Regions from separate parts of the Anser cygnoides genome. Here region 1 is linked to region 2. The links are chromatin contacts, called in public Hi-C maps. All regions are on one chromosome and are shown on one strand. The core of a region is the stretch at or near the end of the contact, and the rest is flanking DNA. Distances in the headings are between cores, read along the strand shown.

Region 1 (3,935 bases), core at 1,416-3,915, 45 kb after region 2:
TTCTTCATCACTAAGAGGCAACTAAGCATTAAAATACCTTCAGTAATCCAGGAGCTTGATAATCAGTCATAATAAACTTGCCTCATTTTACATTTTCTCTCAAGTTCTATTTCTCTTGAGTTCTGCAGGAAGTGATGTAGGGTAAACTCAAATTGAAACACAAATGAGATGTAACTTTTAAAGATGTTTTAAATCAACCCTTCTGTCTTCAGCAAATTCCATTATCTTCTAGTACTTGAGCTGCAGAAATCTGCTGATGGAATTATGTTCATTGATCCCAGGTATGTAACAATTCATCTATGTACATATGCAGATTAACTACAAATTGCTTCAATGTACAAGTTGGCATAGGTGGCCAAAATATGCTATCACATAAATAATCTTTGCATGTTGAAGTGAGCATACAATGAAAGAAGAGACATTGTACAAAGCAGAAAAGTATGAAGAAGCTTGTACAATAAAACTTCATTGTACATTCTTTTTAGATAACTAAGTAGTTAGCATATCACTGCTTGATTTGATAGACCTTTCCTGAGTAGTTCCAGTTAAAACTGCAACATGCAATATTCGTTGAATTATCAAGTCTTACCAACATTATTTGACAGGGAGTAATTGAAAGAATTTTCACCTTTCAATTTAAAGTAATTTCATATACATCTAGGTATTCTCATTTATTTTTCTGCTTTGAATGCTATACATAAAATAACTAAAAATAATGGAGCTTTCATGCTCCCTCACTTTTTAATTCAACTTCACTATGGGGGGGCAGAAACGCTTTTCAGGACCTGCATTTGACAGAAGGCAACCCAAGGACAGGTTAAAAAGCAAGATACTAAAAAATCTTATGGTGCATTATGGTAATGTCTAGAAGTTGCTGGCCACAGCTGGGGACAGTCATGGGCAAGCATACAGCAAAAAGTTCCTGTTCCAGAGAACTTACTGTTTGAGTACTTGATCTTAGTCCTAGACTACATGACACTGAAAGTCAACTTTGTCTAGACAGTTTCACTTTCTTTTAAGGTGGGAATCATAAAGATGCCTTTCTAAAAACATGTTTTAAGTTCTTTCTGTAATGTAACTGTCAAGAGTTACAAGCAATCTCCAGAGCAACTGCCATGCAATTACTGTGGTAAACTTCACAGATATATTTCTAATATATATTGTGACTCAGTACTTTCTGTAATATAGCTGGATTCATCTGGGAGTACTGAATACCAAATGTGAGGCTGTGTAACTATGTCATTCCAGTTGATCTTGCAGCTGTTTTCACTATGTGAACAATGAACAGAAGGTATTTGTTGAATTTGTGGCAATACTAACCAGCCTGGGAAACTCAGATGGAAAGCTATTAACTAAAAATATTTCTCACTGTATTATTGATATTAACCATACAGCCTTAAGTATTATAATGTATATTGTATTAAATTCAAGATTGTTTTAAATGAAACAATATAGATCTTGTTTTCAAAATCCTCAGGACCACTCCCCAGTCTGAGCAGTGATTACAGCGCTGAGTGATGGACTTCAGCCGGAGTAGCATTCACAACAATGATGGGAAGTATTTACTGTGAAAACAGTATGCATGTAATTTGTGTCTTTTGTGCTTTGTTGCCATGTGCTTAGGCATTTCAGGAAAAAAAAAAAAAAGGCCTCTAACTAACTAGAGCAAAATTAACAAAGAAAGGGTACTTCTTGGCAGTTGGTGAATTGGTCTGTCCTCTGTGATACATGCTTGACTAGCAGTTTTCTGTCAGCTGTGCACCTGAGCCTCCTCATGAATACCAAACAGCTGTATTAAATCTGGTTCTAATACACCATTTAAAGAGCAGACTTTAAGCTGAAATCCAGGTGAATCATTAATGTATCTGAAATGCAAATTGATCATCTCACAATTTTGCAGTGTGATTACAGAGAAGGGTATTAGGGTATTATCTCCTGATAGATTATAGTGCTGGTAGGTACTAAAAACAACAAACAATTAGACTGGAGTATGTAGAATTAATTAAAATTTTGCACAGTAGTGTCAGGCAACTGAAGTGTCAGTACTTTGAACTATCTTCTGACTGTTCTGCTTGTGTGTTAGGAGTTAAGAAGACCATTAAATTGAAGTAAAAATGTTTTTTTTAATAATGTTCTGTGGTTATTACCCATGTGACCTGATCTCATTACTGGGCTTAGTTAAAGCTCCTTTTTATCTTGCTAGAAAAATATAGTTAGTCCAAATATTCATATTTTAGGTTTAAAAATGCCTGTGGAAATCAAACATGAAAAGACTTCTATGTTTAAAGATGCTTATTGAAATAATGCATTGATTAAAAAACTAAGATTATATAACATTGATAATACTATGTACCATAACTTACATTTATCAAAGAAGATCACAAATCTAAAAGTTGAGGGCAAAATAAATATGCAAACGGTATTTCTCATTAAAGTCTATTTATTACACTTGTCAGGGCTGGAAAATTCGAGAAATATTTTGATGACTGAAGGACAAACTGCTGTCAGCCTTTAGGATGACGCGTTAGCCCTATAAAACACGTAATTTTCTTTTTTTTTTTTCAGAGGTTCCCGAGGTGCGCACCGCTCCGCCCCAATGCCACCTAATGGCGGCGCTCCCCCACCTGCCACACGCCCCTTCCTGCGCATCACTTCCCGCCCCGCCGCCCAGCGCATAAAATGGCGGCCGGCGGGGCGGGCGGGGCGGCCAATGGGGTGGCCGGGGAGGGCTGCGGGGGCGGGGCTCGCAGCAGGCGGGGCTCGCCGCGTGCGCCGAGGTGAGGGGCGGAGGGGGGGCGCTGAGGGAGGCGGTGGGGACGCTGCGGAGGGGCGACGGGGGAGAGGTCCCGGGGCAGCGCTGCCTCTCGTCTTCCCTCAGCCCGAGCTCTTCTCTAGCTGTGTGGTAGCGCTGGTGTCCGTGCTGTTGAGGTCCTGTGAATAAAACCACGCGTGTCCGTGCCGGTGCTCGGGGGGGCTATCACAGCCCGGGCTGTTTTGGGGAGCTCCAAGTGTCCTGAGGGGGGCTCTGACCCGAGGCTGCACCCAGCCTGCCAGAGTTTTTTTTTACCTTTGGGGGGAAAAAGGGGGAAGAAACTCGTTTTCTGTTCTTGAAGAGCAAAAGAGTACTTAAACTACTGTCGAAGATGTAATGTTTATGCCCTTGCATGATGATTTGTATAACCAACGGGTATTTTGAAATACACTGTCTTACAAAACTGAACTTTTTCCTGTGGAATATCGGGAGTGGAATTGTTAATGTTGAGTCACGTTAAGGACTATCACGGTTATAACACTATCATTCCAAATTCACTTTCACTACAAACTTATATTCAGAAGGATCCAGAAATGTGAGATCTTCTCTTAGTATGCCACGTTTTGGGTCTGTAAAAAGTTTATTCTGGCAATTAAGCCGTGTTTATGCCTTTTATTCCTTAATATTTCAGTTGAATTTTCTGTTGGAGGGTAATAAGATGCAGTGAAATGCGGGCACAAAGCAGCTCCTGTAGGATAACTGTAATTGTCAACAGAATAACCAAAAAGATTTCTGTTTATGTGTATCCCGAGAATTGCTTTCTATGTGCTGATTTTACAGAGTGCTTCTTTAAAGCTTACATGTAGGTTTCTGTTTATTGAAAAGTTAGAAAACAGGGTAGTTTCTTACATTTTCCTCTGAATATCTTTTTATGGGGGCTGGGAGCAGCCCTGTAGGGAAGGTAGACCTGGTCTCTTTAGCATGCTCTGTGTGTAGGCAGTGTTGTGGGGCCTGGTCAGTAGCTTTTTAAATGCCGTAAGTATAAGGTGATTTTTTTTCTTCTGCATCAGTCTTGGGAACAAGGGTCCTTTTGCTGGGCAACCCCAAGGTCTGGTCTGTACTGACTGTGTGGGAGGGAGGTCTTGTGTGAAATGACTGCTGTCATTATGTGCTGGTAGCAATT
Region 2 (3,662 bases), core at 930-3,429:
TGACACCTAGCGGGGCCGCGCCGAGGAGTCACCACCGCTGTTGCCAGCTGATGGAGAGGCACCTGCCAAAACGAAGTAGGTGTAAACCCAGCTGGTTTGTAAGTGGTGCCTGGCCCTGGGTTCCTCCACGCAGTAAGGGAAGAAGGGCTGGAGGGTCGGTTCCCAGCACTGAGACCCGCCACACTGCTTTTTGCTATGTCTGAAACGTCACGGGATCAAACTTTCTTTTCCTGGCTTGAAATCTGCCAGGTTAAAACAGCAGAAGGAAGCGGTCCTGTTGTTGAGCTGAAAGCTATCCTTTGCCCATTTCATGACTCCATGGCTCGTGTAAACATGGACCAGTGGCACACACTAAGCATCACTCCCCTGCAGTCATGTCTGGCGTTAGCTGAGAAAAGCCGAGACGGGATTTTTATGAATGTGCTCCGTGCCTCCCTGGGTGCCTTTGAAGGATGATTTGCCAAGAACTTGGATCAGAAGAGAAATTAAAGAGGAAGTGTTTCCCTAGAAACCTGTAAAAAAAGGCAGATTTATAGCCCTGATAAAGGGAACGATGTGGAAGGGAATGGCGAGCCTCCTGTGGCTCAGAAACTAAAATGCAGTGTGTGAGACTAAGGTGGGAAAGCCCACGGTGGGGTACCAGGAAAACCTGCTCCACTCTGCTGCCCGTCATGCCAGGATGCAGACAAACCCCCACCATCATCAAGGGAAGCTGGAAAACTGTGACAGATTGGGAGTGTTTAAGATTTTTTGTGCTTTTGCAACTCAAAGTGCGTAAGGTCTAGCCATAAGCCTCCTGCTTGGAAAATGCCGTTGCATGTCAGGCCTTTAAACTATATCAACTCCTTTCTGGTTAAATTTGCCTCGAAATTCCAGATTTCCTATAAGAGAAATAGAGACAAAAGCAGCTTCCATGGAAACCACCAGGGGCTTCCCCAAGGAAAGGTGACTGTGAGGCGGCTGTGGTGGGGACGTCAGTCCCACGAGCTGTGCAAAGAGCATGGCCTGGGAAACTGTGAAAACTGTTTTTTGCCTTGACTTTTAACAAACCTGTAATCAAATAAGGCATATACTTTAGCAATATGTAGAAGAAAATGTCTAGTTTTCATTTATTTAAGGAGTTCCTTAAAAAGAATATTCTTATGGCTGCAAAGAAAATTTAGAAAACATGACTTTTTTTTTTTTGACAAAGATAAAAAATAATGTGCACTCCCCACATTTAATCAAGGCCTTAAATAATGATTTCAGTTACACAGAGAGCTAAAGCATTCCTCAGTTCAGGTTAAAACCTAAACCAAATATAAAATGTTGGGATTATTCAGGATTACTATAGTGTTCAGGCTAAATCTCTGGGTAAATACTTGACTCATGTTTTCTGCTCTGCAAGTGTATTAAATAGGTAATAAAGCCTCTCCCTGAATAAAGAGTTCTGTGTCTCACAATACCCCTTTCAGGGCTGCAGCAAGCTCACAGACCCCGAAAGGTCCCTGCCTGCCCGTGAGAGGAGCAGGATGTAAATGTAGAGGGATGCTGCACCCTCCTCATCCATACGCTGTGGACAGCCCGCGGAAACATGGGCATCAGGAGGGGCTTTCTGAAGTGATTTCCACTGCAGTAGCTTTTTTCAAAGCAAATTGTCCTCGATAGCAGTTCCCAGCGTCCCATGTCCTTGCAACCATACATGATTTTACTTGTTACATCTCCATGTCTTTTTTTTTCTTCATCTTTTGTTTGCCTTTGCTGTTGGATGCTTTGTTAAGGCTTTGTTGGGACACAAACCTGATACTCTGTCAGCAAAACCTCACACAAGGCAAAGATGCAGCTGCTGAAAGAAGCCAAAAGTATCCCCTGCCCACAGCAAGTTTTGTTTGCTTGGAGCAGAGCAAAGTGAACTGCATGGAAATAGCGATGCGCATCAAACAGGCAATCATGCCTGCATTTGAGTGCCTTATAGTATTCACTTTTGGTCTCAAATACCAGATCTGGAGACTGAACACCAACTCCCAGCATCATCTCTGGGCAGAAGGGTGTCAGTGTTTCAGACTTACCATATGTGTAATTTCTCTATGTGCTTTCAGTTTGCAGAAGCCTGTGCTGGCACACCAGCACCCACCCCAGGCGCACAGCAGACATACACGCACCGGCACTGCGCTCTGCCCAGCACAAACAGGGAGGCTGGAAGAGCTGCTGCCATCCTACGAGTGCTGGCTGGTGCCTCACAGCTCCCCGCAGCCTGCAGGCAGCCTGAGCATTACTGAGCGAACGCCTCTCGGTCCCAGCCCCCTTTTCCATCGCTGTTATCGCTCAGCTCACAAATGCAGAGCTCCCCTTGCCTCTACGCGGCTGCTCGCGCTGATAACTGAGTTGGCTGCCGAGAGTCAGGAAATCTCTCACATTCCCCACTAGAGGTGGCCAAGAAGCAGAGCTCCTTTTTGCTTATTTTCATCCCCACCTTGTACCCATAAAGCACAATCAATACAGAGTCCCCATGTCAGCGAGGGGATCTGCAGACAAGAACACCGCTTAGTTTAACGCTTGGGGGCTACCTGCATCGTGTGAGGTTTCCTTCATGCCTCTGGTGCCCATGTGGGTGAGATTTGATAATAAATCCCCCGTTTTGGGGATGGGAATGAAGCAGTTGTACTGAACGTGCAGACAGGGCCTGAGGGGTTGCGGAGAGCAGAGGACCCACTGCACGTATCCTGCGGTCACACAGGGATCTGGGCACGTGGGAAGTGTTCGTGGGGACAGTTCACCGAGATTTCAGCTGCTGCACCTCTGGAAATACTCAGTGAACAGAAAGGTTGAGTCGGTGTACCACTGCCAGAGCTTCCAGGCACTCTGACACACAGACACCCATCCCCATCCCCTAAATTAGCCTCCCATTCTAATTAACTTTAATGAGCACAGAAAGCCAAAGGTGAGTGTCCTGGGAGGCTCGTGCGTGCCTTCTCAATCTCACACAAGTTTCTCTTTACCTTCATCTGGAAAGCAGACTAACTTACTCCAAGCAATATTACAAAGCTTTTGCACACAGGCTGGGAACGCTGCTCCTCACAAACAGGGCACATTTCCAGAATTTTCAGCCCTGGTCCCTTTTATTTTTTGCCACAAATTTCCATCCCACCGGGTTAGGTTTCTCCTCACCCACATTGTTCCTGCCTCGGGACGCCTGAAGGGCTTTCTGTGGCCAAGTGCTGCAGGAAGAAGAAAGAAACGAGGTGTCTTCAGAGCAACACCCCATGATCCTGAGCAGGTCGCAGTGTGCACAAGCCAGATGTTGGGTTAGTTTTCCCTGCTCCCCACTCCCGGATCCTGGCCTCCCAGCCCCATGCTGGCCGGGGCAATGCCTGTGCTGCTGGATATTTCCCTACATGCCTCCCCTCCTCCTTTAGCTCCACAGATGCAATTCTGTCAGCGTGATTTCGTAAATGCTGTGATTTATTTGACACCGGGATCAGCACATTTCATGCAGTTACTACCTGTAGTGACCATCAGGCCTGGGGTGTGTGTACAGACGTATTTAAAAAACTGAACATTTATGGGTAATTACTCTAATTGCCTAGCTTGACTTGTTAAGCCTCCCGTTCTGAAGATGAAATCCATCTGCCTAAAGAGGTTCCACCTTCAGAGTCTCCCTTTCTGTGCTGCGATGTTCGAGG

Evidence for each region. A called contact is a pair of places that touch in the nucleus more often than the background predicts.
Region 1: a contact with region 2 is called in a Hi-C map of granulosa cells, with 1.6 times the contacts expected there. The contact joins the promoter of WDR89 here to the enhancer-like site in region 2. A contact is called at or near these places in 4 of 7 Hi-C or Micro-C datasets (granulosa cells and liver).

Annotation. Positions count from the first base shown.
Region 1 is chr5:59,485,354-59,489,288 of Taihu_goose_T2T_genome, forward strand. WDR89 (WD repeat domain 89) reads left to right here and starts at 2,666. Exons shown (of 2, transcript XM_048080642.2): 1 at 2,666-2,777. The coding sequence starts at 2,680. It overlaps LOC136790996 (a long non-coding RNA gene), which reads left to right. Exons shown (of 3, transcript XR_010832028.1): 3 at 233-1,216.
Region 2 is chr5:59,440,467-59,444,128 of Taihu_goose_T2T_genome, forward strand. No RefSeq gene overlaps it. Among named protein-coding and RNA genes, the nearest start is that of SGPP1, 17 kb to the right of the region's middle. Within about 2 kb of position 2,180, at least 2 of the 3 cell types and tissues checked have open chromatin away from gene starts, as enhancers often do.